Linked DNA regions of Sus scrofa: regions 2 and 3 are each linked to region 1. The links are chromatin contacts, called in public HiChIP or PLAC-seq maps. All regions are on one chromosome and are shown on one strand. Each heading gives the region's core, a stretch centred on a gene start, on an enhancer-like site or on the middle of the called end of the contact. The rest is flanking DNA. Distances are from core to core; before and after follow the strand shown. Region 1 overlaps PGM2 (phosphoglucomutase-2). Region 2 overlaps TBC1D1 (TBC1 domain family member 1). Region 3 overlaps TBC1D1 (TBC1 domain family member 1).

Region 1 (3,164 bases), core at 329-2,828:
ACCACACCAGTCTTATGGAGGCTCCTTGGAGCCTTGTTTGCTTAATTGTTCTGTCCTGGTAACTTTTAGTGTCTCTCTCAGGATCACTGCCATGCATCCATAGGTGGTTTTTTTCTTTCAGCGGGGATTGGAAAGTGTTTTCCGGCAATGAGTTGGGGGCCCTCTTGGGCTGGTGGCTCTTTACTTGTTGGAAAGAAAAGAACCAAGATCCCAGCGCTCTCAAAGACACATACATGCTGTCCAGCACCGTGTCCTCCAGAATCCTGCAGGCCATTGCCTTAAAGGAGGGTTTTCACTTCGAGGTAAGGTGTTGGTAAGACTTGCTTTTATTAAAAATCTTTTACTCTGTAGAAGACCTAAGGCATTTCTTTCTCTCTTGGATTATCCTTTTAGGAAACTTTGACAGGCTTCAAGTGGATGGGAAACCGGGCCAAGCAGCTAATGGAGCAGGGGAAAAATGTCTTATTTGCATTTGAAGAAGCTATTGGTAAGAGGTGATCATTGTGATCATGGAATCAGTTCTTTGTAGACGATGCAAATACATGGGCACAGCTTTGGATTTGGGTTCAGAAGACTAACAATGAAACAGGAGCACACAGTTTGCTTTGCTTCTGTGACACTGAGCAGGCACGGAACTGTCCTCCCCCAAATCTGGCGTCACAGATTTTTATAAGCCATTCATGTGAGGAAGTGAGTCCTTTTCCCAGATGCTTTCGAACAGTGACGTTCTGCACGTGGCTGCTAGCAGCTTAAGAGTCCTCCGATCTGGGGAGTTGTGTATTTCCTCACTAGGGTTTCCAAGCCGAATATAGTTCACTCCCCCTTGGAGAGTGCTCTGCAAAGATCTGGCCAGAAAAAAAGGAGAAGGTATGGTGAGGGGCTTTCATCAGGGTGCTTGTCACCTGAAAGATGAAAGCCAGGATGACAGAAAGACTAGCCTTAAGTGATCACTGTAAATGGGCAGAAAGGAGAGCTAGCAATAGAAGCGTGATGCAAATGTTTGTGCTGGGGATGTTTTTTTTTTGTTGTTGTTGCTGTTGTTGTTGCTATTTCTTGGGCCGCTCCCGCGGCATATGGAGGTTCCCAGGCTAGGGGTGGAATCGGAGCTGTAGCCACTAACCTACGCCAGAGCCACAGCAACGCAGGATCCGAGCCGCGTCTGCAACCTACACCACAGCTCACGGCAACGCCGGATCGTTAACCCACTGAGCAAGGGCAGGGACCGAACCCGCAACCTCATGGTTCCTAGTCGGACTCGTTAACCACTGCGCCACGACGGGAACTCCGAATGTTTCAGCTCCTTGTTTAGTAAGAGTTATTATATGTCATGCTTACTCTACAGCACATGTTTTTCTGGTTTATACATTTCCTATAGCATAGACACAAGCAGAACATGAACTAATTCAGTGAGTGAAGTGTAATAGCTCAGCTTTTGCTCTTTTGTTGTCAGAAGTGGCAATATGGTCCTTCTATAGATTTTTGTTTTTAAAAAATATTTTCTTACATTTGTTTATCAACTATTTATTGCATATCACTTACGGAGTGACTCAAAGAAATGGATGGCCCTGACCTCAGCCTTATAGCAGTTTATATAAATCTGATTAGTCACCACACAAGAATGTGGGTTGGGTGTTGAGATGAACAAGATAACTGAAAAGATCAGTGGGAGATTCAAAGAAGACGGAGTGAAGCATTGACTAGAACAATAGGAGACACTTTTGTGTGAGCTGGAGGGATTTGGGCAAGACCTGGAAAAGGAGCATGATTTGTCCAGCAGAGAAATTCCTTACAGGTTATTCAACAGACACTTCCTCTTTTTTATATTTTCCCACTGTACAGCAAGGGCACTTCCTCTTTTTTTTCTTTTCTTTTTCTAAATTAGAGCGTAGTTGAATGATAATACTATGTTAGTTTCAGCTATGCAACATAGTGATTCAATATTTTTATAAATATATTCCATTTATAGTTGTTATAAAAGTCAGCTCTATTCCCTGTGTGGTACAATATATCCTTACATCTTATTTATTTTATACATAGTAGTTTGTACCTCAACAAACACTTCTTGAAGGCCTGCTGTGTGCTAGGCACTGGGCTAGACTCTTAAATGTAATGGTGAGTGAGAAGCGTCTACGTACTAGACAGTCTCATTTGCAATGGGCAGGATGCATATGAATGTGTGTTTGCACAGTGTGCAAGGGGACCCACTCCTCAGGCTGTGTGTACGACACATGTTTCTGCAGGATATATGTGCTGCCCTTTCGTTCTGGACAAAGATGGAGTCAGTGCTGCCGTCATAAGCGCAGAGTTGGCCAGCTTTCTAGCAACCAAGAATTTGTCTTTGTCTCAGCAGCTAAATGCCATCTATGTTGAGTAAGTTTCTATTGACTGCATTTAATTGAAGTAATTTTTTTAATCAGTTTCGGGTGTACGACATAATGATTCAGTGTATATGTATTGTGAAATGATCCCAATGAGTACAGCTAACATGCATCCCACACGTAATAATATTTTTTTTTCTTTCTTTTTCTTTTTTTAGGGCTACTCCTGTGGCATATGGAAGTTCCCAGGCTAAGGGTCGAATAGGATCCATAGCCGCTAGCCTAAGCCACAGCCACAGCAGCACGGAATTCGAGCCACATCTTTGACCTCCGCTACAGCTCATGGCAATGCCAGATCCTTAACCCACTGAGCAAAGCCAGGGATCAAACCCAACATCTCATGGATCCTAGTCGGGTTTGTTAACCCTTGAGCTGCAAAGGGAACTCCCATAATAATCCTTTTAAATGTTTTACTCTGTTCTGATGCATGAGACTAATATTCTTTCTGATACTCTCATTTTAGCTATAAAGTTGATTTCTTATGAAAACTCAGTAAGAGATCACTCTTTCCTTTTGATATTTAACCCCTTAATAGTAATTACCATTCATGATGACATTAATCCATAACAGATGAGAACAGTAGTTGCAGAAATGGGTAATGGAAGAATGTGATTTCAACTAAATGTCCAATATCAAAAAAGACTAAGTGTGTTCATGAAACATCTATTTACTATTTATAGCAGTTATTCAGCTCTGCCTTTGTAGTGGTAAAGTGGTCAGACACAATACTTAAGGTAAAAGTTTCCAGTTATGAAACTTTTACTTACAAATATGGGCTGAGACTGG
Region 2 (3,164 bases), core at 195-2,694, 150 kb after region 1:
TTTAAATAGATACTTGTTTCTACTTTACAAAAATTCATAATTTTTCTTTTTTCTTTTTTTTTTTTTGTCTTTTTGCTATTTCTTGGGCCGCTCCCGTGGCATATGGAGATTCCCAGGCTAGGGGTCTAATCGGAGCTGTAGCCGCCGGCCTACGCCAGAGCCACAGCAATGCGGGATCCGAGCCGCGTCTGCAACCTGCACCACAGCTCACGGCAACGCCGGATCGTCAACCCACTGAGCGAGGGCAGGGACCTAACCCGCAACCTCATGGTTCCTAGTCGGATTCGTTAACCACTGCGCCACGATGGGAACTCCCATAATTTTTCAAATACCAATGATCATTATTTCTTCTTCCTTAAAACATGATAAATAGTGACTACCTTTCAGGATGTTTTCCTCAGAATACAGTGTCTACTTGAGTTCATTCTTGCTCATCTGGGTGTGTTTCATAGAGAAATGTGGAGAATCTGTCAGTTATAAAGAGCTATGCCAATTTCACTCAGGATCTTCCTAGCAAATCTGAATTATTGTTTGATTACTTTTTAAAAGTCTGACTTGTTTCCTCATTTCCATTTTCTCAACATTAATAAGGTAGGATGGAAGTCTCATTGTTTGTTGAATTATAGCATGATCTACAGAAGGATTCAGCAGGGAATTTTCCTCCCCAAAAGGTGAAAATGATGTTCCTGAATAAGATCAAATAAGGAACCATTTACAAAGGAAAAGTTTTTTCCAAATCCTGCTTTCCTGGGGAGTATCCTCTAGCATATGCTTAGCTTGCTCTTGGGAAATGTTGACGGAGTTGCTGGGATATGTCAGGGATTGCCCGTTTATTGGGAAATAATTGTCCTGAAACTGAGCTTCTCCACAGCTTTTTATCTTGATTTGCTGCTATTTCTATTGAAATGTTAATATTAAATATTTTTCCTTTTTCATGTGATTGTTTTAAAGGGTGCATTTTACCTGATCACCTGACCTTCAGGCTCTCAGCACTCATATCTCTGTGTGCTGGTGTTTTCAGGAGACACTGCACATTAATATTTATGGGTGATGCCATATCTGTATTGCTGTTGTGCCTCTCAGCTGATACTTTCAAAACAAGTATGCATGTTGACATTTATTAAAAAGAGCTCTTAGGAAACTATGGTAGAGCTTGAGCCTTAATAGCTTATGTTTAAAAGCTTCTCTGTTCTTTATTGTGTAGAATTTTTAACTCATTGTTTCCACTAGTTTACTTCAATATTTATCTTTCTGTTATTTTAAGAGTACAGATGTCTTAAAACTTTTAACTTTTATGTCTATATGTGTTTGTGTGTTTGTGCATGTGTGCTCATGTGTGTGTATAGTTGTGTTTCTTCATTAGTCTCTTGTCTTATTCCTTAAGACCCAAGAGAAGTTGTAATTTTTCTGTGTCAGCTTTTCTCCACTTCCTTTTATTACTAAAATGAGCATTAAAAACTTCAGTTTTGGGAGTTCCCGTTATGGTTCAGCATGTTATGAAACTGACTAGTATCTGTGAAGATGGCGAGTCTGATCCCTGGTCTCGATCAGTGAGTGGGTTAAGGATCCAGCATTGCGGTGAACTGTGGTGTAGGTTGCAGATGTGGCTCGGATCCCGTGTTGCTGTGGCTGTAGTGTAGGCCTGCAGCTGTAGCTCTGATTTGATCCCGAGCCTGGGCCCCTCCATGTGCTGTGGGTGCGGCCCTAAAGAGACCAAAGAAAAAGAAAAGAAAACTCCAGTTTTCAGTTCCTACTTCTCTTATTGTGGGGATAATCAGAGTAACATTTTAGTAGAACTTCATATTTGAGAGACGTTTTTAGGTATTTAAAATATCTGAGAAAATAATACTCTTATAGTGTCTTTTAAAATTGTGCAGTATAAACCTTAGGTTGTATTTCTGGCAGTGGTGCCTCTTCTGGGTACAACTCACTGTCCCTTCCTCTCCTCCCTGCCTTCAACAGGGTATTAGACACGTGGACCACTTTGGGTTCATCTGCCGAGAGTCCTCGGGAGCTGGAGGCTTTCATTTCGTCTGCTATGTGTTTCAGTGCACGAATGAAGCTCTGGTGAGTGAGAAAGAGCAGTTCTTACCTTGAAGTCTCCTTTGCAGGGGATTTCAACCTCCCTGATTTCTTTCTGAAGCAAAACTGTACGGCCTCATTGACCTTATTTGGCTTTAATTATTCATTCATGACTGTTTTCTCACTAGCTGGTATACACCTGAGCTTGAATATGCATTTTCAATTTTCATTGTTCTTAAAGGCCTGCTCACTTTCACCCTCTGCATTAGAGTTTTCATTTATTAATTTGTTGGTTTATTATTTTGGGGCTGTTCCTATGGCATGTGGAAGTTCCTGGGCCAGGGATCAAACTCATGCTGCCGCAGTGATAATGCCAGATCCCCAGCTCGCTGAGCCACCAGGGAACTCTTGCTTTGGCTTTATAAAAATGTCGTTTTGAACTTTTGATCAGAAGAGTTGGTTTTCGCTCAGTATTTAATTTACATCTAGTTTTTACTTTATCTCCTTGAAGAGCTTTGAGCTTTTGTAGTGTTTCTCAGACTGTATGTAATCTTAGCAGTTATTATGGTTATTATTCATTTACCTGTGACTAGTAGTCCTGAAGAATCTTAAAGTACTGAGTCTTTCCACAGCATCCTGAAATCTCTGCCCAGCTCATTTTAATTATTATTTTTCTTTTTTTTAAGGCTGCACCCACGGCATATGGGGTTCCCAGGCTTGGGGTCCAATCAGAGCTGTAACTGCTGGTGTGTGCCAGAGCCACGGTAACTTGGGATCCGAGCTGTGTCTGTGGTCTACACCACAGCTCATGGCAACAACAGATCCTTAACCCACTGAGTGAGGCCAGGGATTGAACCCATGCCCTCGTGGATCCTAGTCGGGTTCGTTAACCCGCTGAGCCACAACAGGAACTCCCATCTGCCCAGCTCATTTATTATTTATTTATTTATTTTTGCTTTTTAGGGCCTCATCTGAAGCATTTGGAGGTTCCCAGGCTAGGGGTCCAATGAGAGCTGTGACTGTTGGCCTGTGCCACCAGCCACAGCCACACAGGTTTGGAGCCTCATCTGCGACCTCCACCACAGCTCATGGCAATGCCAGATCCCTAACCCACTGAGGAACGCCAGGGATCGAACCTGGCA
Region 3 (3,164 bases), core at 176-2,675, 130 kb after region 1:
ACTATATCCAGTCTTTTGGGACAGAACATGATGGAAGATGGTGTGAGTAAACGAATGTGTGTGTGTGTGTGTATATATATGTGTGTATATATATGTGTGTGTGTGTGTGTATATATATATATATATGGATGACTGGGTCACTATGCTGTATAGCAGAAAGTGGCACAACAATGTAAATCCACTATTATAATTCAGAAAATATGCAGGTAACACATGGGAATTGAGAGCACCCTGGAGTTTCAGTCAGTGCAGTACCACCCAGTGTTAGGAGTAGCCGAAAGGCTTGATTTTTATCAGTTCGGTAGTGCTTAAACTAGTTGAGATTGTAATCTGTGGATTTTTTCCCCCAAGGAAAGAGCTCAAAGTGCTAGACCACCAGAGCATATGCTTCTGGGTTAACTATTCTGCAGTTACCACGCTTCTTAGGGGAGTCCTATGGTATTTTCAGACATTCTTCACCAAGAAATCCAACCTCTCCTTCAAGTTCAGTGTCAGTCACCACACATGATCATACAATCTTCTCTGTGCCAGACACTTGGGACACAGACGTCAGGGTGTGAGACACATTGTCTGCCCCTGGGAGAGGAAGGTGGGCATGTGCAGTGGTGCTTTCACAGGAGCCCTGCAGTCCAGCGGCTGGAAGTTGCTGAGCCTCCGAGTAGCCTTCTGGTACACGGAGGTAATGATTTTCCAAAAGCAGTAAACCCCCTTGACTTTAATTAACAGGCAGAGACAGAACCGATAGTACATTGTTAACTTAAACGTCGTCCTTCTCAAAAGGAGCCAGAGATGTGGTTTGGACGTAGGTGTTAGGAAAAGCCTGTAGTGTCCTGGAGCACCTCTCTCTGCAAATTTTTGGGGCCCTGTAGATGGAACAATTCTTTTCTTCAACCCTGATTGAATAAGCAGAGTCCATGGAGCCCAGCTGCCTCCTCTCCGAGTCTGCTCTCTCAAGCCCTTCGGGCAGAGCCCAGGCTGGGCGCCAGAGCCCTTCACTTCATGCGCATATCATTAGCACTTAAACTGGACAGTTGCAACGCAGTAGGCTTGTGGGTCTAAGAGAAATCCCCCAAGCCACTGGACACGTGGGGGCTGCTGCCCTCGCTCTTGTTTAATTTGGTGGGCTTGGAGATTTTATTCTAATAAGGACATTTCAAGCTGGTCTTTATTTCATGCTATTAAAAGCAAGTCACAGGGACCTGGGATGGTCTAGAAAAACAGCCCTGAAGGGGGAGGTCCGGCTCTGTCCAGCCCGGCCTGTGACCGGATGCCTGTCAGTTTCCAGCCCTCTGAGGCTTCGTTTCCTGAGAAAATGAATAGGTCGAATAAGTGGTTCCAGAGTCCCTCCGGGGGAGCAGGAACGTTGAGTGGCAGAGGCAGCAGGAGTGGAGGCGTGGCAGTGGGCATGGGAATATGCAGAACCAGGAAGTGTGTGAGCAGAGCTGTGGGAACCTCCCTCCCCACCCAAGTTGGTGGCTTAGGGATCCACAGGGAAGAGGTGGCTGGAGCCTCAGCGTGGGGGTCTCTGCGCATCAGGCCGGGCAGTTGGTGTCTGGTAGAGACTGGAGAGGAGCCCTAGGAAGTGTGAGTGGTAGGCTGATGCCATCTAAGCTGAGGCCTCCAGTGGAGAGTGGAGTGGGTGGGCATCTAGACTGGGAGAAGCCAGAGGCAGGGCTGGGGCTGAGGGGCTTGCCATGGTCTGAGTTAAAAACACAGGCCTAGCCCAGTGCTTGAGGTTTTGGGCGCCTAGTGAGAGAGACTGTACCCTGATGGCTTATTGAAAAATGGAGAGAGAAGAGTAGAGGGCACTTTCTGGGTTTTTAAACTAGTTGCCAGGAAAGCACTTGGGAAACAAAGAAATGAGAGAGGCTGGTTTTAGGGCAAAGAGAATGAGCTTGATTTGGATGTTTTAAGGTCAAGGTGCTCAAAGTCTGAGTGATTCTTAGAGAGGTGATTAGACATTTGAGTCAAGTTTAGGAAAGAATTCAGAGCTAAGGTGTATACTAAATTATTTCGTTGACCTCGAAGGAGTGAGTGAGATCCCGAGAGAGAGTAGAGAGGAAAGCAGAACGCTGTGAAGGGTGTTCCCCGAGATGTCTGTGAAATGGAGATGTGTTTACTAATACAGCCTGAAGGAGGGAATTGTTTCTTTTCAGGGCCATACCTGCAGCATATGGAGGTTCCCAGGCTAGGGGTCGAATTGGAGCTGCAGCTGCCGGTCTACACCACAGCCACAGCAATGTGGGATCTGAGCCGCAGCTGTGATCTACACCGCAGCTCACAGCAACGCCGGATACTTAACCCAATGAGCAAGGCCAGGGATCGAACCCACTCCTCATGGAGACTACATCGGGTCCTTAACCCACTTCGCCACAGCAGGAACTCCAGAAGGGAATTACTTTAACAAAATTCCCTTATCACTTTCCTCCCTTTAGACTTAATCTTTATTTTATTTTTTTCTCATATCCTTGTAAACCAAGGTGAAGTCCTGGAAACATTTGAAAATGTCTTTCAGAAGCTGTTGTTTTTGCTTGGCAGGTGGAATGCTTGTTTCTTGGTTGTAGAATCAGCTGAGGGGGGTCCAAGTTGAGTGTCTTTGGGGCCCAGAGGCTTCTCGGTACACATTAGCCATCCACTTGGCATGGGAGAAACAACAAAGCCTTGAACACTTTCCTAGCAGCAGCTCCCCACCAGCGCAGCCCAGCCTTTATCTCTCATCAGCCTTGTTTTCGGTGTTGGTTCTCTAGGAATGTTCCTGATTGTAAAATATCTGGTCTTGTGAGATGACGTCAGTAGAGGAGCCTGGGGGTGGGTGGGGGTGGGGAGGAGCTGCTGGGTGTCTGCCTTTCAGGGGCCCCACCCGGGGCTGGGGGTCTGAGCCCTGGCCCTCCGCCCCTTCAGGGAGGCTCCGTGTCCCCAGGACGACCTGCCTGTCTGCACAGCTCAATCGAAAGGCAGTTTTGTGTGCTGGCAGAACTTTTTCTCACTTGGGTCTTCCCTTCTTTCTCCTTGGAGAGAGAGTGAGCACTAGTTCTCTTCCCCAGGACATTTGACAAGGCAGTGGCCTGTTTGCTGCCTTTTCGCCCCAGTCTTTGGGGACTTTGCAGGCACTGCTTGACTCTTATTGCCTCTTCTTTTAAAGTCTTCTTAAAGCAGAAGTGAAA

Evidence for each region. HiChIP or PLAC-seq counts read pairs in DNA pulled down with a chosen protein or histone mark.
Region 2: a contact with region 1 is called in an H3K27ac HiChIP or PLAC-seq map of alveolar macrophages. The contact joins two enhancer-like sites. A contact is called at or near these places in 2 of 47 Hi-C or Micro-C datasets (embryonic fibroblasts and epiblast stem cells) and 1 of 2 datasets of contacts at active chromatin or transcription factors (alveolar macrophages).
Region 3: a contact with region 1 is called in an H3K27ac HiChIP or PLAC-seq map of alveolar macrophages. The contact joins two enhancer-like sites. A contact is called at or near these places in 1 of 47 Hi-C or Micro-C datasets (epiblast stem cells) and 1 of 2 datasets of contacts at active chromatin or transcription factors (alveolar macrophages).

The regions. Positions count from the first base shown.
Region 1 is chr8:29,331,618-29,334,781 of Sscrofa11.1, forward strand. PGM2 (phosphoglucomutase-2) reads left to right here. Exons shown (of 14, transcript XM_003128910.4): 9 at 122-302; 10 at 394-487; 11 at 2,241-2,370. Among named protein-coding and RNA genes, the nearest start is that of PGM2, 26 kb to the left of the region's middle. Within about 2 kb of position 1,579, at least 2 of the 83 cell types and tissues checked have an H3K27ac peak or open chromatin away from gene starts, as enhancers often do. A contact at or near this core is called in alveolar macrophages, where this site is marked.
Region 2 is chr8:29,486,152-29,489,315 of Sscrofa11.1, forward strand. TBC1D1 (TBC1 domain family member 1) reads left to right here. Exons shown (of 22, transcript XM_021101100.1): 5 at 1,963-2,067. Among named protein-coding and RNA genes, the nearest start is that of MIR9840, 61 kb to the right of the region's middle. Within about 2 kb of position 1,445, at least 1 of the 83 cell types and tissues checked has an H3K27ac peak or open chromatin away from gene starts, as enhancers often do. A contact at or near this core is called in alveolar macrophages, where this site is marked.
Region 3 is chr8:29,461,071-29,464,234 of Sscrofa11.1, forward strand. All of the region lies in intron 2 of TBC1D1 (TBC1 domain family member 1), which reads left to right. Among named protein-coding and RNA genes, the nearest start is that of MIR9840, 86 kb to the right of the region's middle. Within about 2 kb of position 1,426, at least 35 of the 83 cell types and tissues checked have an H3K27ac peak or open chromatin away from gene starts, as enhancers often do. A contact at or near this core is called in alveolar macrophages, where this site is marked.